Linked DNA regions of Gossypium hirsutum: region 1 is linked to region 2. Evidence: chromatin contacts called from public Hi-C data. All regions are on one chromosome and are shown on one strand. Each heading gives the region's core, a stretch centred on a gene start, on an enhancer-like site or on the middle of the called end of the contact. The rest is flanking DNA. Distances are from core to core; before and after follow the strand shown. Region 1 holds the start of LOC107951451 (prolyl-tRNA synthetase associated domain-containing protein 1). Region 2 holds the start of LOC107952035 (aldehyde dehydrogenase family 3 member H1).

Region 1 (5,365 bases), core at 1,510-4,009, 800 kb before region 2:
ACTCCAATCATTTTAGGTAACAAAATAAAGCATGGAACTGAATACGAAAAACAAGAACGTGAATATATCTTTCTGCAAAAAGGTGAAAAAAAGGTGTATATATATTCCAACTTACAGATTGACATGTCATTGGAAAGTGGGTGAAAGATGCAACGCTCTTGAGTTTTGAATCCTTTATCCAACAATAGCGAGACATGACTTTAAATGGAAAAAAAAAAGGGAACAGAAAATTAACACTAGAAATACAACGAAGAAAACCGCCAAAAAAGCAAATCTTTACAGACAAACTATTAAGCACAGAATCCATAATAGAGAAATAAGAGAAAGGGGAAGGAGAAGGAGAAAGAAGGGAGAAGGGAGAAGCAACTGCACTAGAATTTAGGCCTAATGATCATTAACACTAGAATCATCTTCTATTGCAGAAGGTTTTGCAGTGCTCGATACATTATTTTTCTTTGGTTTTCACATTGGCAAAGCCACTTTCATTCACACACGAATGCAAAAAGAAAAAAGATCAAATTGGGTAAGAGGCCCTTGTACTATGCATTTTTTCAGATTTAATCCCTCTACTGTAATTGATCACTTATATCCCTCTACTTCTCAAAATGTGTATTTTCAGTCCTATGGCTATTTTTTTTTTGTTAATTCCGTAGCTTTTTTTTTAAAACATGTGACATTGTCATTTTTGTACAATTAGACAAATTTTGCACATTTAAAGAAGACAAAAAAAAGTGACTAAATCCACCAAAAAAGTATAATACAAGGACTTTCTATACAATTTGGCAAAGGAAAAAGCTACTAAAGCTTCAAGGACTTCCCTTCTAATATATAAGGCAACAGAATTTACTTAAATTCAAGATCTTAGGAAGATAATTCTCCATGTACCATTCAGCACTAAAATGAATGTAAATTCAAAGCTTGAAGGAAATAAAACTTAAATACCTTGCAGATTCATTTACTAGAGCAAATGGAGTAACACATCCAAGTGGCACCTTAAAAAAAAGAAAACAGAAGCAACATAAAATAATGAAATGCAAATACATATAACAATCATTATTGAAAGGGGGGGGAGGGCGTGGAAACAAAAGCAACAATATAAAATAGTGAACTATAATCTTCTAATCATATATTTGGCAATCATTTATATGCGTAAACATTGATTACCAAATTTATTTATCTTCTAAGAAAAGAAGTAGCTTGTCATTTTTTCTTTAACTAAATCCATTAATAATAACATGACCTCCAAAAATTTGATAACAAACAAGTGTAAAAAAACTTATATATTTGCCCACCTTAAGTATCTCACCCAATGCCTCTTCTGGAGCCATTCTTAGACCACCTTTTCCTAAACCAAGCCTCTGAGATAAAACTGCACAGCTTTGAAAGCCACATGAAACTCACATTAACCTCTCAAAGTTACTTCAAAATTTCCATATTGAGACCAACATATGAGACCAATAAACTATTTCCATGCATTATACAAAAAATAAAGCAGGAAAGAAAGTATGTTCCTTTCATATCTACTTTCGTATCTGCAAGGGCAGACACAACATAGTACCTATGTTTTTTGTCCTGCATGGATAAACATTTGCAATCACTCAGAAAGTTTCGAATAATCCTCAGAAACAATGCCAATTTTCATTCGGTGTATACCTTCAAGAACAGATTTTTACTCAGTGCACCTCCCACATTCCCAACATATTTTGCCTGATGAGAAGAAAAATTTTAGAATCCATGAAATGCATGAGTTTGTTTACTCAAAAGGGACTCATCGGCTAAGTTTAGCACTCTTCTTTTACCTGAGCTTCGACAGTCAAAACAACAGGATGTTCATACTGGGAAAAATCAATTTGAAGCTCCTGAAAAAAATCCAATGCACATACCAGTCACTAGAGATGCAAAAGAAGAAAAGCAACCATAAACTGAAGCAAGGCCATAAATTCTTGAATTCAATCATAACCAGATACAAACAGAGAAATAGTGCTGAATCAAAACTATATAATTAGAAGGATTGCAATCAATGGTGAATTGCCATGGGAGTCACGGGCCATTTTGGAAACACCTTGAGTGAGTGTGTGCGCTAAACTAAATTAACTTGTTACCCCACCCCCAACCCCCCCCCCCAAAAAAAATTTAAATTGTATATATTTATATTTATTTATTTTGTTTATAATTTAATTTTGTGCATTATAAATTTAAATTGTTATCTGTCACCTTGTGTTCTTCTATTTTCATCTTTAAGATCACAGCTTTAAGCTATTGGTCAAACTACATACTTCGTTTCCTAATTGGCCCCCAAAATCAAATGGCAAGATCGGCCACTGGTTACAATTCACAATATTTCCACCAATTCATAGTGTAAATATCTATAAAAGTTCATAATTTTAGCAGAGAAAACCATATTGTAACAGCCTAATTTGTGTTTTGCAATTTATTTGCTCCATTCTTACCCTGAAAATAAATGAATTTAAATAAAAATAATGAAAACCCAAATCCCAATTGTAGTTTAAATAATGAATCATTTCCCAAAAACTGAATGGATATTGCGAATTAGATACTAACTGTACAAAGATTAGAACTAAAAGCTATCCAGAAATCAAAAAGAGGAAACCTTTAAACGAGCAAGCAGCTGATCCTTGGAATAACCCATTGTTTCTGTGTCGAAGCTGAAGACTGAAGTTCAGGAGATAAAAGCAAACAATATAGAAATCAGCGATGAGCTTGGAATAGGTTTATTTGTTACTGAAGTATTGAGGTGGATTCTGGTTTGGGCTTAAACTCGTTGGATCATTTACGGAAACTCCATTGCACTGGGCCTACAGTGCGATCTCAATTTAAGGTAAATTTTGTTCTCACTCAAATGAAACTCACCCGTATTGAACAACATTTCCGTAATTTTTTAATCGAAGATACAAACTCAAGAGCATAAATAGTAGTATGAGAATTGAACTCCACGTTTGGTAGAGTGGAGTAACTTTTTGTTAAGTATTTTAGTTGATTTACTATATTCTTGTTTTCAAGGTTCATAATCACCCATGTCTTGAAACAAATACCAACAGTTAACTAATTATAACAACTCTAATCTACATCATGATGAAGTTAATTCATTAATTATGATAGGGACGAGTTGGTAGTACAAACACAGTGAACTATGTAATGGTCTTAATGTCGATCAAAGATCGTATACGATGCAGTTATCAATTTTGTTTATAACAATTTTGGATGCTTCACTTTTTTGTATTCAAGTGGTGGCACATGGAAAACATATTTATGGAGGACAGTCACTACTCGAATAAGATCTGAGGGTAAGATTGTTGCATTATGGTGGATGAACAACACATTCAACATTTAAGATCCCATTGAAATCAAGCAATAATTCTTCTTGCGAAGTTAAGTAAGGTACATCATTAGCTGGATTACTAAGGAAGACAAGTCTGATTAAATGGGATGAAGCACCAATGGCTGATGTACATGTTGTAGGATATTCTGCGATGCAATGATCATTCATCAGAAAATAAGCTATTTGATGGGGTAAATATGTTGTTGGGAGGGGATTTCAGACAAATATTACATGTTCCTTGGGGCAGGCGCAGTGTTATTATTTCAACTTCTATATTACCAAGTCTAGAATATGGGATCACTGTGACCTTTTCCAATTAACCATAAACATGCGATTTCATATGAATTCAACAACTTCTTCTATCTCTGCTTTCAATAAGTGGCTGTTTAATTTGGTGATGGTAGATTACCTACTATCTATCAAACATGATGGGGATGATATGTCACAAATAATTCCACATGGATCTGGTTCATTTTGTGACATTGTTGAATCCACTTATCCCGATTTGGAAAGAAATTTCAAGAATTCGACGTCTATAAAGGATAGAACTATTTTGTCACCGTCAAATAAGGTTGGTGATAGGGTTAATAATATTCATTTTGAACAACAATTTGTATTATATCCTCCTAAATTCTTAAAACTCTTTGAAATTCATCGGAATTCCCAACCATAAAATTCAGTTGAAAGTTGGTGTTTCGATTATGCTTCTTATAAATATAAACCAAAGTCTTGGACACTAGGTTGATTGTAACAAAATTGGGCTCACCATTGATTGAAGCAGACTCATATTGGTTAACAATTTTTTATTCAAATGCAAATTTGTCCATCTTATATAAAATGACCATTCACGAAGATGGTTTCCCATCAAGATATGTTTTGCAATGATCATAAATAAAAGTCATGTTGGAGTTTGGTTGTCATGTATGGACATATCAATTAATTAGTCATATGACTATTTTAATATTTTTTTTTATTTTTTTTCAAAGGATATGATGCAGAGCTACAACGTCATTCCCTAACTTGCAGCTGTAGGCGAGATTTGGAAATTGAAGGTTCGCATCATTAGAATATAACATGCGGTTAATGTGCGACAAAATAATGAATTCATTGGCATTGGATTCATAATATTAGATGAAAATGTAAGTACAAAAAATTTAATTAACTTATTTTATCTATACTTCATCACTATTAATTAAATTATCTTTAAAATTTCTAATTTTTACTATTAATTACATATGATCATATTGTTGGGTTTTGGTGCCCTTAGTGTAGTATATTCATCCATTTATAATTGTAATTTTTTGAATAGATTAATTTAGATGAAATTCCATTATACATTAATATCATTTGTATATATGCCTTTAATGGTTTTTGCATGCAAAGCAAAATGTAAATAAATATTGACTCATTTAATGTTTAACTAATATTAGTTGAATCATAATGTGGAAGACAACTTATATTAGTAGATAATCTAAACAATACATAGCCTAATTGAAACTGAGAAAATCGATTGAAAGACTATTATGTCGTCTATTAAGTCCGATTAGGGAGATGTCTTATCTTAGGTATCAGAGCGGATAACTCTTAAAAGATAGAGACAGATGTTATTATCTCGACTGAAAATACATTAGACAGGACCCAAGTTGAATTTATCCTAAATCCGTTTATGAATTTATTCACTTGTGATGTTTATAGTATGACATACCTTATTCCTAAGTGGATGATGAATCATGTATGTGTGACTCGTATACTTTGATATAAATGTAAGTTCAAGTTCAAATATATAAATAACTGAAACCTGGTAAGTTAGGTATATGACTTCTGCATGATGTAGCATCATTCCACAACAGTGAAATTCATAGCCCAGTAAAGGGTAAATGATATTCTCTCATTGATATTACATATTGATGAAAAAGGAATGTGGTCATGGGTCATTTGTCATAAGACAAATGATTTAATTACTATATATTAGTAATTAACTTTTTCATATCGGAAGATGTAATGGAACTATGAGATAAAATAAGT
Region 2 (5,042 bases), core at 748-3,247:
TCAGCATAAGGTTTTGTTTTTTTTATGCGTAAGTAACTTAGATTCATAGTAGATCATGATAAGGTCTTCTCAGCATCCAGAATTTAAACCCGACTTAGCAATGTTTGTGCATCTTTTATGTTTATAGTTGGCATGCACCTAATAGGTTAAGTTTTGTTGGGATAGAATAGTATTTATAATTAAATATTGCATTTTGATGTTTTAAAAATGATATATGTGGTTGATGTGTATATGCCTTTATCTGTATACAACTTAGAATTCTCATAGTCTGATTAAGGCATGAGATATGTAATGGTACCTTGAATGAAATGTATGAATGAACTTAATAAATGGTTTATATGTCATATGTCATGATATGCAATTTAGATTTGCTATGGTGCTGTTAGGGAATGATACATGAAATGGCAGCTTAATTATAAAGTGAAGAATGAATATGTATAGGTTTGCATCTAGAATAATAAGAATACTAGGTAAGTTAGTGAGAATGAATGGATGATTGGAAGTATTAGGTAGTTAGAACATGATGTTGATATGAATTGAAAGTTTTATGGCTTATTATGGAACCTATTTTTACTGTACATTTGGTCAAAAAGAAGAAAATAATAAGGTTAAATTGAATATGCATTGGTGTATCTTAAAAACACAAGTTGTGAGTTGGTATTGCAGAAATAGTATGTGACATCGTGACATCACATGCATGTCGTCGCGACAAGAAATGGCTTATAATGTCACGTTGAGACGAGAAACACTGTCGTCTCAACAAGGCCAAACAGTGAGTGACGTCGCGGAGACTGACGTTGTGACATGATAAATTGTTTGGTGACGTTACGATATGGTAATGATGACGTCACGACATCAACCCCGTATTTTAAAAATTTTACAATTCAGTCCTGATTTGATCTCGAGTTAAATTAAAAGCTTTCGTGAGCTCGTTTAGGACCCAAGAATGATTCTCTATTGTATTGTTTGTTTATAATTCTTATGAATAATAGCTTGATGACGTGAATTTGTATTTAATTTGATCGTAGTTGCTCCGGCAACGAATGTGGCACACTGTAGCTCAAACCCAGCAATCGGGTCAAGTATAGGGTATTACAAACGAACCCTAGTCAGAAAGTCACGTCCCGATGAGGAGCTCCCCAAAGTCGCGACATCAATTCAAAATTTTGTATCATTTACAATTTGATCCATTTCAATCTCGAGTTAATAAAGAGCTTTTGTAGGCTCGTCTAAGGCCCGAAAATGATAATGCATTGTTTAATTAGCATGAATTACTTGTATTTAAAGGTATATTGACATTAATTGGATGTTATTGATTGTAGTTGCTCTGGCAACAAATGTAACACTTTGTAACTCAGGCCTGACGATAGGGTCGGATATTGGGGTGTTATAAATAAAATGCTTACGTGTCCAATAAAGACACTATCGACTTGTCATCATTTTAAACACGCGACATAAAATTATTTTTGAAGACCTTTTAATATAATATATGATATTTCTTCAAAAAATATATAATATATGATATGATATGATATAATTATTGATGAAATTGAATTTTTTTTAGCTTAATGTAATATTTATTTAAAATTAAAATTAAATTGTTAAAATATGTAAATATTGAAAACTAAATATATTATTATAATAATTATGAAATATGATATCATCATATCCAAAAACATTTTACATCAGAACAAAACCAGATGGAAAATATTAAATATTAACGGTGAAATTGAAAGTCTTTATAACTTAGTTACCGAAAGAAAAATACACTAATAATTATTTAACTAAAGATGGAATTTACCATTAATTTTCTTTTTTATATTTTTAAATCTTGCTTTCTTATAAAGACAAGAACTATATTGAAATTCACGTCAACTTAACATTCCAGGTATGATTTATTTACATTTTTAAATTCAAAATTAAATCTAAAAGTCCAAAGTTAAAAAGAAAAATTAATTTATCTTTTTAATCGGTTGTATAGGTCCCCCATCAGAAGGTGAAGGTTTACCTTAATAGATCACAGCTGAGGAAAACGCCAGAGGTATGGCCCGGGTCACGGGCTCTTGTGCTATAGATCTATTTACGATCATACGCAGTTTCGTTGTTTTTGAGTATATTGGCAGGAAAAAGAAAAGGTGACGTAAGACATCATCATTATCAACGCCGGCAGAGTCCAATCAATTCAAAATCCTCATTTTGTTTTCTTGTTCTCTGCGGTTCCTTTTTTAAGATTCATAGTTGGAGCGTATTTGATTGATTATTTGGACGATAATGACGAGCGAAGTGGAGAACAAGCCGGTTTTTTGTACGGAGTCGGCAAAGGAGTTGGTGAAGGAGTTGAGAGCTAGCTTCGCAACCGGAAAGACTAAAAGCTACGAATGGAGGTTGACTCAGTTGAATGCCATGGTGAAGATGATGGAAGAGAAGGAGCCGCAAATCGTTGCTGCTCTTCACGATGATCTTTCCAAGCCGGAACTCGAATCCTCCATCTATGAGGTCAAATCTTTTGATTTCTTTTTAATTTTGAAATTTTATTTTCCTGTTATTCTTTCTTTTTAAAAAAAAATTGATTTTGGATTTGTTTTTTAGTTAATTAAATTTTAAAATGGATGAGAAGTAGAATTCAATGAAGTTATTTCACGTAGCATTAGTTGTTTAGTACAAAGTCTATAGGCGGCTGTAAGTCAGCTCTGGACAATTCTTGATTGGCATTTAATTATATCTAATCATAAAAACTTTACTGTTGGACTTGGTTACTGAATGAATCTGAATTTCAATTTTAAATTATTAAAACTTTGTTATTAATTATTGACCAGTCTCCAGATTAGAATATTCATAAAATAGATTTGATGGCTTTATTTGGTTACTGATAAACAACTTCAACTACTTTGTCTTTAAAGCTAACGGTGCTGTTTGGGGGGTTTATTTAGTTTTTCATGTCTAGATATACATTTGTATTAATATTATAAATTTTTATGAGAGACCCTGTTTCGTGTCAAGCTCCAACTCGAGAATCGTGAAATACATGAAGAGAACAGTTGGGAAGTTTTAGGAATCCTCTCTCTATTGTTGCTGGTGTGAAAAGGTTTTAGAAGTGTTTAAATACGTGACAGAATTGAAATCTTGATGGGCACAAGTAGCATTTATGGCATGCTAACAGTTAACTTTTTCTTGAAAACGGTTGATCAGTTTTCTGACTTTAAATGATTGCTAGATATATGCAGTGTTCCAAACTACTAGAACTCGAATATTTATTTCTAATCCAACTTGCTCACATGGTTAAAATCTCCAGCCACATGATGTAAGTATCGTAAGAAATATTTTCTTTTTTGGCCCTTTTTGTTTTTTTGTTCAGCCTCTATAGTATACTTTTATCAGTGAAGATTCTTCAAAATTATTAATTATTTGGAATATGTCTGGGCTTGGGGTAGATAGTCCCTGCGCTTGCCCATATTTAGTAGAGATCAGGATTAAGAATAATAAGTAACGGTTAAACTTCAATGCAGGAATGTATATCAGTAGGTGGACAGGATTTAGGAAAAAGAAAGAGATAGAGAGATGTATTGCTATTTACTGTTATTTTGAATAATTATAAGTTGGTGATTGGAGCTTTGACTGAGATAGACTACTGCTGTGAGGATAATTGTAGTTTTGATTAATTAATGTGGGGATACTTAATAATGGCATGAAAGCTAAATGAACTTTGATTATCGCCAATGAATACTTAAGGAGGTTTTTGAAAATTGTCATCTGTTTATAGTCACAGTTGTTTGCCACTTGTTTGAAAGAAACATTATTTGAGCCAAATGCCTAAATTATATATATTCAGTCTCTGGATTAAATGTGGAGGTTAGCGTGGTTTACTTTAAGATAGTTATATGCATCATTTAAGTCAACCTTTTGTGTTATGTTGATTAGATTTAAGAGCTAATGATAATGAATGTTGGACAGTAAGCAAATTTTCTTTTGAGGTTTCCTAAATGGTTGTTCTTGGCTTCAGTGTCACTTTTTGGCTGAAGATAAAAGTCGGTTACTTTTAGGTTTTTAACTTGGAAAATTAATATATTAGTTTACTATTGTTCTGGAGCAATTTATTTTTGTCATACAGGCAAGTTTATTTTGAGATGTCATCCTCTTATTAAGTTTGTGTAACTCTTGATGTTTGATATCTTTGTTTTAACCCTAAATGTCACACTAATTAGAAAACAAGAACTATGGAGAAGGCAACAATATTTGAGTTATTTATATTTGGCCTCCCGAGTGTGCTCTTCGTTTCTATGGAACTCCCACATAAAATAAGTAATCTTTTTCCTCTGATATTGACATGGTTGACACTTCAGATAGCAATGCTAAAGAACTCATTTAGATTGGCAGTCAAGAACATGAAGCATTGGATGATGCCAGAAAAGGTAAATATTTTGGATACCTCTCAAATGGGTGGAAGCTTTCATTTAGTTTTCTTTTTGGTATTAAAGAGTTGAATATGATTAACCTGCCTTTCTTGCAGGCAAAAACTTCATTGGTTACATTTCCTTCCTCTGCTGAAATTGTATCTGAACCATTGGGTGTGGTGTTAGTAATCTCAGCTTGGAATTATCCTTTTTGTATGTTAAACTCCGTGGTGAACTTGTTTACAGTCATGTTTTTCTTTTTCTTTTAATTTCTAAATTTTGTCGGAATGATGACTATAATTGTATATCTTCTTTCAGTGTTGTCTCTAGATCCAATTGTTGGAGCTATTGCAGCCGGTAATGCTATAGTCTTAAAGCCGTCAGAAATCGCTCCAGCCACATCATTGTTGCTTGCAAGGCTAGTAGCTGAGTATTTGGATAGCTCTTGCATAAAGGTTGTTGAAGGGGCTGTTCCTGAAACTGCAGCACTACTTGAGCAAAAGTGGGACAAAATACTGTATACAGGTCCTTGCTTATAATTGTCCTTCTCCTCCAGTTCAATCTTTTATGTCTTAATACACTTGGGCAACTTTATCTAAGGTTCATATGTGTAGGCTTCTAGAAGTTTGTGATCAAAGTGGATATTATCTT

Evidence for each region. A called contact is a pair of places that touch in the nucleus more often than the background predicts.
Region 1: a Hi-C map of leaf shows a contact between it and region 2, with 2.5 times the contacts expected there. The contact joins the promoter of LOC107951451 here to the promoter of LOC107952035 in region 2. A contact is called at or near these places in 2 of 34 Hi-C or Micro-C datasets (both in leaf).

What each region holds. Positions count from the first base shown.
Region 1 is chrA02:15,108,692-15,114,056 of Gossypium_hirsutum_v2.1, reverse strand. It overlaps LOC107951451 (prolyl-tRNA synthetase associated domain-containing protein 1), which reads right to left and starts at 2,759. Exons shown (of 12, transcript XM_016886515.2): 1 at 2,612-2,759; 2 at 1,800-1,859; 3 at 1,654-1,707; 4 at 1,559-1,572; 5 at 1,293-1,377; 6 at 943-992; 7 at 116-198. The coding sequence starts at 2,650.
Region 2 is chrA02:14,305,581-14,310,622 of Gossypium_hirsutum_v2.1, reverse strand. LOC107952035 (aldehyde dehydrogenase family 3 member H1) reads left to right here and starts at 1,997. Exons shown (of 10, transcript XM_016887275.2): 1 at 1,997-2,496; 2 at 4,341-4,409; 3 at 4,508-4,604; 4 at 4,710-4,916. The coding sequence starts at 2,272.